Linked DNA regions of Macaca mulatta: region 2 is linked to region 1. The links are chromatin contacts, called in public Micro-C maps. All regions are on one chromosome and are shown on one strand. The core of a region is the stretch at or near the end of the contact, and the rest is flanking DNA. Distances in the headings are between cores, read along the strand shown. Region 1 holds the start of AP5S1 (adaptor related protein complex 5 subunit sigma 1). Region 2 holds the start of SPEF1 (sperm flagellar 1).

Region 1 (3,655 bases), core at 519-3,018:
CAACACCCACACACATATTTATGTGTTGTCACAGGCTTTGGCCAGGCCCTGGCCACCTGCAGCTTCCCTTCGGCCACCTCCTAACCTACCCTGGCTCCTATGGCTGAAGGGGCCCAGAGTGCACTTTCTCAGGGGGTGCTGCTCTAGGATCCCTGCCTGGGCCACCCTGCCCTGTACTCCTTTCTTGTCAGCAAAGAGCTCGTTCAAGTTGGCTCCAGTCCTGCATTGTGCATGGCCCTGGGGAGCGAAGATGGAAGCCATCAGCAGTACTGGTGAGACCTTCACAGGGGTGCACAGGCCGCAGTTGAATGCCAATGGGCAGCCTGAGCAGGAAGCCTTCCTCCCATTTGGTCTGAGTATATATCTGCAAGGGCAATTAAAAGGACAGGAAAGGCCAGGCACTGAGACTCATGCCTGCAATCCTAACACTTTGTGGGGGAGAAGCAGGAGGATCACTTGAGCCTAGGAGTTCGAGACCAGCCTGGGCAATACAGTGAGACCCTATCTCTACAAAAAAATTTAAATTAGCTGGGTGTGTTGCCTGCCTGTAGTCCCAGCTACTTGGTGGGCTGAGGCAGGAGCACTGCTGGTGGGAAGGGGCAGGGAGGCTGCAAAAAAAAAAAAAAAGAAAGAAAGAAAGAAAAAAAAAGACAAAAAGCCAGGAAAGGGAATTCTAGGCTGGGGGAACAGTCAGTGGGGGAGGCTCCGAGGCACATCTGGGGGACAAGGCTGAAGCCATTCACATGCCAAGAGATAAAGGAGGTGCACCTTCATGGTCGCTGTGGGAGTGGGTGGTGGTGGTGGTGGTGGCTGGGGGAACATGCAAGTCAGTCAGCGAGGCCCAGGCAGGCCTTGTGGGGCCCCCTAACACCAACAGGCCAAGCCTCCAAGTTGGGGCTTTTACCCCATTGTAAGGCTCTACGGGTTAGTGCCAGAGTGCCCCTTTCAGGTTTAAGATATAAACCTCTTCCCTGTTGTTTTGATGGCCTCCAGTCAAGAAGGGGGCTTGCTGATCAGCCCTACTAAGCGTTCGCCCTGGGTGACACTCTACAAAGTTTCACTGGGGCCCAATGAAATGGACAGATCTGCCAGAGAGACAGTGAGAGTTCGGAAGCAGCGTTCGAATCGTTCTGCGCCGAACCGAGTGCCAGCATTAACCCGCTGCAGGAACCCATACATTCAGAATCCGCGCAAAATACACATATTTGTATTAAAAATCCGCGCAAAATACACATGTACCTAAATATACATATTTACCTCCAAAGTCATAATTTCCGGGGGTACAGCCCAGGAATGTACATTTGAACTGATGCCTCAGTAATTCTCACGCATGTTGGCCAGGTAAGAACTCAGACGCAGCCCGTAGCTGTGCGGCTCGGCCTAGGTCCACCCGCCGCCCGCCCCCGAGCCTCCTAAGGCCGCAGGCCACGCGCCCCTCCCTCCGGGGACAACCAGGCCCCGGCCTTTTCCGCGGACTCCGCGCTCCGGGCCGCAGCGCCCCCTCGCGGTCGCTGGGGTCGGCAGCCTGGGGCTCGGCTGGTCTAGGGCTTCGAGCGGGAACGCTTTGAGCCCGCAACAGGAGTGACGAGCATGATTTCTGCCGGCAGCTTGGGGAAAGAGGGTTTCTGTCCCTCTGCGAGGCCAGCCCACTCCGAGGGTCCAAGCATCGGAAGATGCAGCCGGCACCTGGCTCCCACAGCACCGCCCTGGACGTGAGCGCTCCGCCCAACCCGATGGCGTCAGCTGGCGGGCGCGCCCGCGACCGACGTGCGCAGGCGCCTACAGGCCGCGCAGCCGCCATTGCTCTCCTGCCACCGAAGGGAGTGCTTGTTGGCAGTCCGCGGGCCCGGAAGGAAGGGTGAGGCGACGCCTCGACGACAGCGGACCGGAGCTGCAGGGGCAACACACTCAGGGCGGGGTGCCCCATTTAGGCCTGGCTGACCGGAATAAGAAACTACAACCCCCGAAGTGCATTGCGCCGCAGGGTTACGGAGGCAGTGTCGTAAGCTATCTTGACCGCTACCATTTCTCTGGTAGAAGGGGGGACGCGGCGGCGCGGAGTGATGACGCGCTCTTCCTGCGGCTGGAGGGTCGCGGAGGTCAGCGTCCAGGTGCTGGGCTCCGGTTGTCGAAGTGCCTTTGCGAACCTGCTCTTTGACTAGTTTAAACTGACGGTCTATTTAGCCTTAGTTACAGATATCCACTGACTGTACCTGCCGTCTTTCAACTCCCGGGCCGGCCACTGAGCCAGCCAGATAACCATTACTATTATTTAGTTTTTATTTTGAGACAGTTTCAAGTAACTCCTGTATGCACTTTGATGAGATTCACGAGTTGTAACCTCTTTTACCGTATTTACCTTATGATTTCCTCTGTTTTTCTCTCTGCCTTTTTTCTTCCCTGGACCATGTGAGTTAGTTGCAGATATGAAATCCCTTTGCCTCCATATTTAGAGGCACATCCGTGTTTGTTTTCTAAAAACAAGGACAAGCGCCTGCATTCAAAATCGGGTAACATTGATCAAGACTTTTTCTGACCCATAGGCCATATTTAAATGTTTTTAAATGTTTTTATTAGTGTCCTAATAATGCCCTTTATGGAAATTATCCTTTTATTTTTCTTTTTTTTTTTTTTTTTTTTTTTGAGACAGTCTCGCTCTGTCGCCCAGGCTGAAGTGCAGTGGTGCGATCTCGGCTCACTGCAGCCTCCCCTCCCGGGTTCAAGCGGTTCTCTGGCTTCAGCCTCTCAAGTAGCTGGGGTTACAACTATGCGCCACCATTCCTGGCTAGTTTATTTTTAGTAGAGATGGGCAGGCTGGTCTCAGACACCTGACCTCAAGTGATCCGCCCACCTAGGCCTCCCAAGATGCTGGGATTACAGGCGTGAGTCACCACACCTGGCCCAAATTACCCTTTTCTTGGTTCAGGACCCGATCCAGGAGCACACGTTGCATTCAGCTATATGGTCTCTTCAGTTTCCTTCAGTCTGGCGCAGCTTCTCAGGTTTTCCATGACCTCATGACCTTGACGCTTTTGAAGATTCCTGTTGTTTTGTAGAACTAGGTTTAGGGTTGTCTGAGGTTTTTGTTTGTTTTTTCAGTTTATGCCTATTCTGCTTGTGTATGTCTGAGGTGTTTTGTTTTTGTTTTTTTTTTTTTGAGACGGAATCTCGCTCTGTCGCCCAGGCCGGAGTGCAGTGGCCGGATCTCAGCTCACTGCAAGCTCCGCCTCCCGGGTTCACGCCATTCTCCTGCCTCAGCCTCCCGAGTAGCTGGGACTACAGGCGCCCGCCACCTCGCCCGGCTAGTTTTTTGTATTTTTTAGTAGAGACGGGGTTTCACCGTGTTAGCCAGGATGGTCTCGATCTCCTGACCTCGTGATCCGCCCGTCTCGGCCTCCCAAAGTGCTGGGATTACAGGCTTGAGCCACTGCGCCTGGCCTTTTTTTTTTTAACCACTGGATTCTGTTATGTGATACTGTTCAGATGCTGTTGTTCAAAGTGTCCAGCCTCACCAGCCTCTGGATACACTCCCAGACACTGCCAGGTCAGTCCCTTCCTATGGTTGCCTCTCCTGCTGGTGTTCACTCTCACCTTACCAAGGTCTCTGGCTTCACTGTAGCACCCACCCTGGAGCCATGGTCCACGCCTTCCTCAT
Region 2 (3,698 bases), core at 700-3,199, 41 kb before region 1:
GGAAGGTGGGGGCATGGGTAAGGAAGAAAGAGGGGAGAGAAGGTGGGTGGGAGAATCAGGCATGGCAGAGCAGTGGAACCCAATGGAGGGGTGGAGATGCAGAAAGGGGAAGGATAAGGAGGGAGACAAAAACATTAAGATTAGTCATAGGTAGAGGAGACTAAGTCTCCAGCATACCTCAGAGGAGCTGCATCCCTTCCCCATGAATTTAGGAACGGGAATACTGAGTCCCTGGTCCTCTAGTAGAGAATGAGTCAGCCAGCACAGTGGCTCACATCTATAATCCCAACATTTTGGGAGGCTGAGGCAGGCGTATCACCCGAAGCCAGGAGTTCGAGAACAGCCTGGCCAACATGGTGAAACCCCATCTCTACTAAAAATACAATAATTAGGCCGGGCTTGGTGGCTCAAGCCTGTAATCCCAGCACTTTGGGAGGCCGAGATGGGCGGATCACGAGGTCAGGAGATCGAGACCATCCTGGCTAACACAGTGAAACCCCGTCTCTACTAAAAAATACAAAAAACTAACCGGGCGAGGTGGCGGGCGCCTGTAGTCCCAGCTACTCGGGAGGCTGAGGCAGGAGAATGGCGTAAACCCGGGAGGCGGAGCTTGCAGTGAGCCGAGATCCGGCCACTGCGCTCCAGCCTGGGTGACAGAGCAAGACTCTGTCTCAAAAAAAAAAAAAAAAAAAAAAAAAAACAATAATTAGCTGGGTGTGGTGGTGCATGTAATCCCAGCTACTTGGGTGGCTGAGGCAGAAGAATCGCTTGAACTTAGAAGGTGGAGGTTGCAGTGAGCTGAGATCATGCCACTGCACTCCAGCCTGGGCAACAAGAAAAAAAAAAGAGAGAGAGAGAGAGAGAGAGAACAAGTCTCCAAGAGAGGCTTTCAGGAGCCCAGGGAATTCACATGGATGCATGATACACACACACACACTCCAACACCACAGTTCCAGGAGAGTAAAAGAGTCACATAAGCAGAGACACATGTGATAAGATCTCTCTACATATAGATACATAGGGCAGAATGTGTAGACACATAGAACAAACACATGCTAGGCACACATGTAAAACACACATAAACAGAAGCACAAAAAGCCACATATGCACACAGCCTCCCCAAATATAGAGATGCACAGAAGTACTTGACATGAGATGACAGGTAAGTATTTGTGTCACTGAGACCCCAGGAGACATTCCTAGAAACACAAACACCTTCACAAGCACAAAGAAACACAAGCACACAAACCCCCACAAATACAGGACTAAACATGTCAACACACATATGAACACACACATGTGAACACACACATACTCAGACTCCCACAAGTCAAATATAGAACACATAGCAATGAGTGAGCACATACAGAAATGCACAAATAAATATGCAGACACATATCTTAATCACTAATGTCCCTGGAGGGAGTTAGAGGCACATCCCCCCACATGCACGCAGGATAGAACATGTAGACATACATATATGGGCACACATCGTTCACACACAGATGCAAATAGAAAACAAGCACACACGTCTACAATCTGAAGTCCCAGGAGACAGATTCCTCCCCACCCCTACACGCACACAAACACAAAGAGTTTGCACAGAGACCCATCACACACGAACATACAGGACAGAACATGCAGACACACAGGGGCACACACCTCCATCACTAAAGTCCCGGGAGAGGTTTCGCTTGGGCCGGGACAGAGGTATGTTGTCTACCCACAGGTACAGCTGGTGCAGCGCCTCCTCGTCCACGCTGCTCGCCATTGGCGTCCTCAAGGCCTGGCCGCCCCAGCGGTGCCGGGTCCAGCCCCAGCCTCACGACCCTTCAGGCGCTTCCTTTCTTGCCACTGCAGAAGCCCGTAACTGCCTCTGCCTGCCTAATCCAGACACTCACGTCCCAGCTGGGAGCGGCCATATTGTTTTCTGAAACCATGGAAACCATCCCCTGCCTCGCCTGGGAGCAAAGACTTCTGGGAGTTGTAGTTTTATCCCCTCCCCGCTACCTCCTCTCAGGCCCAAGCTTTGAAAAGGCGGTTAGCTGTCCTTTTCTTCTTCCCAAGAAAGCATCACTTCTGTGCCCACGCCACCTGCTGACCAGTCACTCACCCACTCTGGGACCAGCCAAAGCCAATCAGACCCTCAGAATTCCTGCATCTGCACACCTAGGGTGGGGATTCCGCTTCTTGGCCCTTTAGCCCTTTAGTCCCAAACGAAGGGAGCACTCCAGTGTTTGTCAGCTTTATTTGGGGGTGCACTGTTGATAATCTGCCACCCAACTGGATTGCGTGGTACAACTGCTTCCTGCTTCGTCCCTCTCCAAAACTCTATGCTCATGGGGTCATCGCCACTCGCCCTTCCCAGCAGTGTTCTAGTGGGGTATTTAATAGGTAACCCAGACTCCCAGGGAGAACACCAGAGTTCAAGGCCAGTACCTTGGGCAGGTCATTTAACTTCTTAACTCCATTTCCTCCTTTGTGAAATGACGATGGTTCTCACTTATTTGTCCCAAACCCCTCATCTCCCATCAATGAGCTAGCTATTCTTCCATGGATTAGAAATTCATTTCAGGCAGGGCACAGTGGCTCACGCCTGTAATCCCAGCACTTTGGGAGGCCGAGGTGAGCAGATCACCTGAGCTCAGTAGTTCGAGACCAGCCTTGCCAACATGGCAAAACCCCGTCTCTACTAAAAATGCAAAAATGTTAGCCAGGTGTGGTGGCGGGTGCCTGTAATCCCAGCCACTGAGGAGGCTGAGGCAAGAGAATCGCCTGAACCCGGGAGTCAAAGGTTGCAGTGAGCTGAGATCGTGCTATTGCACTCCAGCCTAGGTGACAGAGCGGGACTCCATCTCCAAAAAAGAAAGAAAAGAAAGAAAAGAAAGAAAAGAAAGAAAAGAAAGAAAGAAAGAAAGAAAGGAAGAAAGAAATTCATTGCAGTACCCAGTTTCATTCCAAAACAGCACTACCCTTAGGAGGGTTAGGAATATGGGTCCCTCCTTAGTGAAGAGGTACTTCTAGTCAGGATGGGAAAACAGCTTGACTAACCGCGTGGCCTTGGGCACCTGATCAGACCTCTGCCTGGTTTCTCTTGGCTTTACCTACCTTATAGGGGCTTTGTGAGCATCTAAAGCATTTAGCACAGAACAGGGCCCCTATTAGTATCAGCTGGTACTATCATTAATGAGACAGTCTCAGTTCCAGCAAGAAGTGTTCTTTTTCACAGGAGACAAATGGAAGTAATTCGCCTTGTTGGAACCTGCGGTGAGGGAGCTGGGTTAAACAGGAGCACCTGGGCAAGCAGGCCATGCTCCCTCCTGCTCACTCCAGAGCAGGTGGGGCTTACTTGTAGCTTTCTGGTCTCCAACTCCAGGGTTCGGATTTGGGGTGGGAAGGTGGTGGCAAGGGGGATCCCAACTACTTTTTGTTGTCACTTCAAAGTCCTCAAGGCCTGGAGGGGATTCCTGAATGCCAGAAGTGCAGGCCAAGAGTAGAAGTCACACCCATTTCTAGTTTTAAAGTCATATATAGTGGTGTTGATTTTCCACAAGGGGCAATAACCAGGGCATGCCAGGGACAAGAGATGAACTGGATACTCCCCCATTAACATTCCCAGTGTTGGAGGAGAAACTTGGTGGTGAGGGCGGGCTGGGGCTGGGAAGGAAACACAGAAGTGATGTGCCAGCCTCAGGTGA

The links. Hi-C and Micro-C count contacts between places; a contact is called where the count stands out from the background.
Region 2: a contact with region 1 is called in a Micro-C map of CD4 T cells, with 11 times the contacts expected there. The contact joins the promoter of SPEF1 here to the promoter of AP5S1 in region 1. A contact is called at or near these places in 7 of 14 Hi-C or Micro-C datasets (CD4 T cells, blood, cortical neurons and 4 more).

Annotation. Positions count from the first base shown.
Region 1 is chr10:80,247,144-80,250,798 of T2T-MMU8v2.0, reverse strand. It overlaps AP5S1 (adaptor related protein complex 5 subunit sigma 1), which reads left to right and starts at 1,768. Exons shown (of 3, transcript NM_001194748.1): 1 at 1,768-2,002; 2 at 3,620-3,655. The coding sequence starts at 3,636.
Region 2 is chr10:80,288,399-80,292,096 of T2T-MMU8v2.0, reverse strand. It overlaps SPEF1 (sperm flagellar 1), which reads right to left and starts at 1,949. Exons shown (of 7, transcript NM_001194681.2): 1 at 1,663-1,949. The coding sequence starts at 1,771.